Linked DNA regions of Mus musculus: region 1 is linked to region 2. The links are chromatin contacts, called in public Hi-C maps. All regions are on one chromosome and are shown on one strand. Each heading gives the region's core, a stretch centred on a gene start, on an enhancer-like site or on the middle of the called end of the contact. The rest is flanking DNA. Distances are from core to core; before and after follow the strand shown. Region 1 has its middle 61 kb from the start of Tmem200a. Region 2 holds the start of Epb41l2 (erythrocyte membrane protein band 4.1 like 2).

The links. A called contact is a pair of places that touch in the nucleus more often than the background predicts.
Region 1: a Hi-C map of the N1E-115 cell line shows a contact between it and region 2, with 4 times the contacts expected there. The contact joins the enhancer-like site here to the promoter of Epb41l2 in region 2. A contact is called at or near these places in 4 of 39 promoter capture datasets (cranial neural crest, hippocampal neurons and liver) and 1 of 484 Hi-C or Micro-C datasets (the N1E-115 cell line).

The regions. Positions count from the first base shown.
Region 1 is chr10:26,137,776-26,141,544 of GRCm38.p6, forward strand. No RefSeq gene overlaps it. Among named protein-coding and RNA genes, the nearest start is that of Tmem200a, 61 kb to the left of the region's middle. Within about 2 kb of position 1,871, at least 6 of the 459 cell types and tissues checked have an H3K27ac peak or open chromatin away from gene starts, as enhancers often do. A contact at or near this core is called in the N1E-115 cell line, where this site is marked.
Region 2 is chr10:25,358,073-25,361,431 of GRCm38.p6, forward strand. Epb41l2 (erythrocyte membrane protein band 4.1 like 2) reads left to right here and starts at 1,726. Exons shown (of 20, transcript NM_001199265.1): 1 at 1,726-1,909.

The sequences.
Region 1 (3,769 bases), core at 621-3,120, 780 kb after region 2:
TAAATTAATTAATTAATTAATAATTAATTAAATGAGCCTTTAGGAGGTGGACAGATAGCTCACTGGTTAAGCACTTTTTGCTTTCACAGGGGACTGGGCTTCTGCTCCAAGTGCCCACTTCAATGGTTGATAACCACCTGCAATACTAGTTCTAGGATATCAGCCATCCTTTGCTGGCCTGCTTAGGCACCTGCATGCATGTGGTGCACATACATACCCACAGGCACACATACATAAAATAAGTGAATCGATCTTCAGTTATTTTTATTGTACATGTATGGAGTCCACTGTGATAATTTGATACAGGCATATGATGTGCTATGATTAAGTCAGGGCACTTAGCATTTTTATCTTTGTAAACATCTATCATTTCGTCATTGAAAAACTCGAAGTTTCTCTCTTCCAGTTGCTCATAAAATGTATAATAAATTGTTGTTATCCATGCTCGCTGCAGGAAGCCATGGGACACTGTCCCACACTTCTCCTCGCTGTATCTATCTTTTCACTGCTGAATGCCAGGCAGAATGAACAGCATCTTCATATACAGATTTTTGCCAAATTGAAATGGCACTGTGCGGCGGGGAGGGGGATCAGGGAGCATTAAATTCAAAGGTCTGCCTTTCTAGTCTGAAAATAAGAGGGTTACCTAGTCATCTTCAAGGAAGGTATCGACCCCCTAAAGTATTTAAGGATTCACCTAATCACTCTAAACCACTATCCTTATGTTGAACAACATTTTCTGAATCTACATGTTGATATATTTTGAGGGTCTTTTTAATTTATTTATAAGGATTTATTTATTTATTACTATTGTTTCTATTTTTAATCATGCAAAATTAAAGTGGTCATAAAGATGTTCCAGGATGTTAAATGCCAGAGCACATTTATTAACTCACCCCCTGTGCTTCTCCTGTATACCCTCATAGATTCGTCCTTCATTTATTCATGCATTGATTAAATATTCATTGGGCCTAGGCTGTATCCAGTGCTTAACAGGCACACACGAAGGGGACGGGAACGTGTGCTTTTTTGCCCTTCCCCTTTCAGTCTGGATGGAAAACTAACTCTTAATGTGGCCCTTGGCACTTATTACAAAAGTCAAGATCTCCTTTAAATAATGTCACACTCTGTAAGATTGACTTTGTTGTCCTATTTTACTGATAGCAAAAAATGAAGTTGAGAGAGCTGAGATTCAGGAGCCTTGGCCAGATTTTCATTGCACAGGTGCTAAGCAACCATCCCCTAAACATGAAAGGAACATTCATCGAGCAAACTATGAGTGTGTCTGACGCTGTCTTTGTGTAGAAGTTCAGGAAGATCCAAATAAATAATATAGCTCCAGGAGATGCTTCTCATCATATTTCAAAAAAAAATTACATCTAATAAGAACATAGCACACAACAAAGAACACAGGTGGGCCAATAGAAGTGGGGTTCAGAGGCTAAAACTCAGACAGAGGGCTTAGGAAGCCTGGCTCTTGTGAGGCATGAGAGGAGAAAATCAACGCGATATTCTTTCACCTGCCCATGTTTCACAGTGCCTAGCACATGCTTGTAGAGACAATCATTTTAGCACGTTATTACATCGATGATGAGCAGGAGATATTATTTGATGTTTTGACATTTCATAACTGCTGTAAACTAGTTCTATCTTATGTCAATGGCTGTTCTCATGACTCCCACTGTTTGGCTTTTCATCTGTTATTTCATGAACATTTTTCTATTGTAGACTTCTAAATGTCAAACAACAACAATAACAACAACAACAACAACAACACAACAACAAATCAGTAGCTTGAGATTCAACACGCCATCTTCAGTTCACCAGCTAGTCGCGACCACACTGCCACCTAGTGGTTTGTAGCTGCGGCTTCCACAGTAAACAGTCTATTCAAACATATCAAGCTTACACATCTATTAACTGATTCTGGTTGGTTTATTTAGAACATACAGCTCATTTTACCATAGAGATGATATCGTGAATGACTATGAGGTTTCTAGTCTGCTTACACAATCCCATGATGGAATCCACACCTTCCATGTATTGTAATCCATTGTTGCAGGGGCAGGGGTGGGGGAAACTAAGACAGCAACCGTCACAAAAGAGACAGCTCATTTTACCCAGCTCAGACTCTGAAGAAACACAATACAGGTGGAAGAGCTCACTGGGATTAACAAATGATGTACGATGAGGGTCCAGAAAGCAGTAAGGAGCGGGCACTGTGGAGAAGGGCATCCATGGGGAGGGATGTGTGAATATGCATATATGACAAGACCATTCTTGGTGTGTGCAGAGAAAAGTGAGAATCCCTGTTTCCCAGGGAGCAAGGTGCAGAATGCAGAACTGACCTCAAGATACCTGGAGGTCAGGTGCCCAATTGCTTCCTATTAATTAGACTAGCTTGAATTTTCTATGAATGGGAAAAATACTTGTACACACATGACAATTAGCATAATTATTTCAAGATCTATGTTTGCTATTGAGTTTATTAAGAGCTCCTTGTTCTTCATGTCACTGCCTCATAGCTTATTCACCCATTCACGTGAAAATGAACGTCCTGGATGTTTCTATGGTTGGATGTTACAATAACAGGCTCAGGCTATTGTAAGTTCTCACTTATAACTTGTCTATGTGAAGATGTTCTCATTTAAGTTGGATAGTTACGTCGATTAGGGTAGCTGTACTGTATATCAGTCTATTGCCCTTTTAAAAGTCGATATACTGTCTTTCATCAGGGCAAGACCATTCTCTGTGTGTACAGTGTCACCAGTCAGTGTTGAATTTAGTCTCTCACAGTTTCCTCCAGCCCTTGCTATGGTCAGAGTTTTTCGTTATCCAAGTGGATGCATCCTGATATTATGTTGTGGTTTCTTAATACTTTAATGTTATTTATTGCCTTTACATGCACGAATTTGACATCTGTTTCCCATGTAATTTTTGAATATTGTAAAGTTGTTTTGAGCAACCCCTATTTGTCCTTAATTTAATTCCCATTGTCAGATATATCTTGATACTTTATTCTTTGTTATTTGTTATCTTTTCTTTCATTTACTGACTTCCTATAGATTGGTTAAATTTAGCACTATTCTATTTTGATACTTTCCCATAGCTTCTGGATATATATATACACGTTTTATTCATTTATTTTTCTCTGACTGTCAGATGGGGGCATTTGTGATCATCCATTTAAAGTCCACTGATTCTTTTCTTAGTCATTTCAAGTCTATAAATATTTTTGCCTCCCTTGCTAAGGCTTTATTTATTCATCCTTACACCCTTTAATTTCTTTCTCTGTCTTATTTCTCCAGCTGGTGCTTCAAGCACAATGCAAAAAGGAGTGGGAACGGTGGGCAGCCTTGTCTTGTTCCTGATTTCATTGGGATTGCTTCAAGTTTTTCCCCCATTTAGGATGGTGTTTGCCGTGGATTCCTCATTGATGATGATGATGACGATGACGATGACGATGATGATGGATACTGATGTATGTTCCCTCTAGTCCCACTTACTCTTTCTAGGACTTTTCATCATGAAGACATGTTGGATTTTTGTCAAAGGCTTTTTCTGCTCAGTTGGGATGATCATGTGATTTTTTTTACCTTTCAAACCACTTATGCAGTTTATAACATGTGTTAAATTGTGTATTTTGAACCACCCCTGTATCTCCTGGATAAAGCCAACTTGGTCATGGGGGATGATAATGTGTTTGATGTATGTCAGTATTTGGTTTGCAGGTATTTCACTGAGCATTTATGAATCTGTGTTCACCAGG
Region 2 (3,359 bases), core at 476-2,975:
CAGCTTGAGTCAAGTTGACACACCAAACCAGCCAGTACATGATCAACATGGTGAACATCTGTCTCAAACAAAAATGAAATATGTCTTATTCTTAGTATGGAATCCAAATTACAGATATTTAATTTCAATGTCTTGGAAAGTACTGGATCTTGAAGTTTGGTTTATGGGAGCTGCCTCTGTGGACCAGGTCTTAATTATTTCCCTGAAGGTCTTGGGTTGAAAGGCTTGGTCCCCAGTTAATGATACTGTGGGGAGGTGGGAACTTTTGCATGTGAGACCTAGTTGGAGGAGGTTAGGTCACTGGGTATATGTCAGTGGAAGGTATATTAGGACCTCAGTCTCTCAATTCTTGCTTCTCAGATTCCATGAGGTAGTTTGCTCAATGTGGTCCCTGCCGTGATACCTTGCCACCCATTCAAAGTAAAGGACTGGGTGACCAAGGACAGAAGCCTATGGCGCCATGAGGAAATCTCTTCAAAGTTATCTGTTTCAGGCATTTCCTCATAGCAACAGAAAAGCAACACCAATTATTCCAAGCCTTCTTTATGCTAGAAATGTATGTAATCAGGATTCCAGTATTCATTAAACAGCTTATCAAACTCTCCTTGTGTTCTTAGCGTCTGGGACTGAAGTCAACTAAGTCAACTCAAGTTCCTGACACACAACAAATGCTATTATAGCAATAATTTTATTATTTACAAGGATGATTCTAGCAAGTAATTTATTTCCCCAACTCTTTTCTTTTTGATGTAGGTACCCTTTTCATAGCGAGGAACCAGCTGATAAAACACCTGCATGTGTGCCATTACCTGGGAAGTATCCACACGCAAGGCATTGCTACTGATGGTTAATTTGATCTTGCTAATTTTACAATGTTTAGGAAGGAAATTGGCAGAGGTGAATCATTAAAGATTTTATTAGAGGTGGGAGGAAGCAAATGACTAGAAGAACACAGGGTGGGGTTGAAGATGCTGGAGGCAGTGGGCTGCCACTCTGACAGCTTGACATGCAATGCTCAGAAAAGATGAAATAAGTAGAAGAGATTGAGGTCTAATTGTACTAATGTGTAAAACTTACCACTATCTATCTATCTATCTATATCATTCATATATATAATATATACATATCACGTGTGTGTATTTTTTTATTTTAATTTTTTGTCACTGCCTTATCCCCATTATACTTTGCAAGCTAGGTTCTCAATTCTCTGCCGGGAGATATCCTGACTAGTAAGGCTGAGCATCAAAGCGCCTCTCCTCCACAGGGTTTACCCAATCTCTCCTGCCTCTCCCACAGGAAGAATAAATGGATTCTTTTCAAGCCTATCCTGTGAAAGCACTTCTTTCACTGCAGACTGAGGGGGGACCCGGCTTTCCTTATTCGGTTTCCTGGACCTGCTCTACCGTCTACCACGAAAAAGGCATCCAGTGAAGGTTTGGTTAGTGAAAGCACTCCGAAGAAAGAACTTTTCGAAGTTGAGAGGGCATTTAAGGCCAAGATACTCAGAAAGAACGCCTCGCACACGTGCACTGGCTGTCATTATCTCCAGGGTCGCTCCGAGGGCGAAACGCACCCCTGCGGCGGGGCACTGGGCCCGAGAGCCGCGCGAACCCCTCGGGAAGGCCCCCCTCCCACGCCAGCAGGCGCCGGGGGCGTGGCTTTGGCCGTGGGGCGTGGCCTGCCCGCGGGGGTTTCCGCGCCCGGGGCGTGCCGGGCGGGGGACGAGGGCGGGGCTTCCGCCAGGAGGGGGCGGGGCTTGCGCGGAGAGTTCTCTGACGGCCCCAGTCAGGGAATTTCAATTTGAAACCCAGAGGAGGGTGGAGGCGGCGGGTGCGGAGGGCCGGCGGCGTCCGAGGCTGGAACGGGACGCGTTCCCGGGGCGAGCAAGCTCGAGAGGGGCGGTGTCCGGGTAAGGAGGCGAGCGGGCTGCGGAGTGGCGGGCGGGGTCCTGACACGCTGCAGGCGGGAAGCGGACCCCGGCAGGAAGCCCGGACGGCCATCCCGGGCGGGGGAGGGGGCGGCCGCGGGCCCGTCTCTCTCCTTCCCGGGCGGGGACCGCGGCGGCGTCCCCGGGCTCTCGCGCCCCGGCCCTGCCGAGGCGTGCGGCTCCATCCTGGGTGCCGGGGGCTCGCCGCGCCCTCTCTCCCGAGGGTCGCCAGACGCGGGCCCGCGGCGCGCGTGGGCTCTGCGGGAGTCGGGGAGGGAGCGCGCCCCGCCAGCCACCCAGCCCCACGCGCGCCGCAGGTCGGGCCAACGCGGGCGACCCTCTGTCCCCGCCGCCCACTGTGCGGTCTGGAGCTGAGGACAGACACCCTCGCACGTTTTCTGCGGCGAGCCTTCCAGCTCGGACACCAGGCCATCCGCCCCCGATGGCTTCTTTTTCTCGGCGCTGGCAGCTGAGGGGTGGGAGCAGTTTAGGTGAGCTGCAGGTCAGGGGCTACGAGGAGGAAATAACCGAGTCGGTGGCGTTGAGGTTGGCATCTCGGGATCCCCCATCCTCAACCCCAGACGTCTGCGGTGGACGTTAGTCATTAAATGTCCCCAGACGCCAGCCTCAGGCGGGGCCAAGTTTTATTTATTTATTTGGGGTGAAGTTAGAAGAGCGCCCTCTTCCCCCGGTGTCTTATTTTGGGGAGTGGTCTCCGTGGAGCTTCCTTACAAAATGAGGAAGCCCTTCAGAAAATCTGTCACCTGAACAGCTGTCCCTGATTTTTAAGGTTCCTGGGAGAGTGGTAGGCACGGTGGCATCTAGGGGAGTTGTACTTACATTTCCTCCTTTGGGAATCAAGATTCTCTCTGTTTCTTGAACTTTGTTGCATGTGAAATGTGGGGTGTGCAGGGCAGTATGTTCTTGTTTCTGTGATTAGCTACAAAACAAAACAAAAACGGTCTCAGTTTTCTCCACTCATTTTTCTTCAGTCCTTCCTGTCTGTCTTTCTTCTTTTCTTTTCTTTTCTTCTCTCTCTCTCTCTCTCTCTCTCTCTCTTTCTTTCTTTCTTTCTTTCTTTCTTTCTTTCTTTCTTTCTTTCTTTCTTTCTTTCTTTCTGGGAGTTCATTATCTCTGTATTCTTCATTGCCTTATCACGCTGCATTAGCAACATTTTAGTCTACCCTGTCAGACATTCCCGTGGATTTGAGGAAAACTCGATCCGTTTCTTGGCTGTGGGAGATGAAGTTTAGAAGTTGCAGTGCTTGTACAGGTTTTCCTGTGCTATTCAGTTTGTTTGCAGGCTCCTGCTGTGAGAAATCTGGTTTGTCTTGCAGCCCCTGGTGGGCTGCCTTGCAATGTTATCCTGGATCTTGGTAGGCACCAGCAGCCCCCTCAGGTTGCTAGTTTGACATAACTTTGAGAGAGAGAA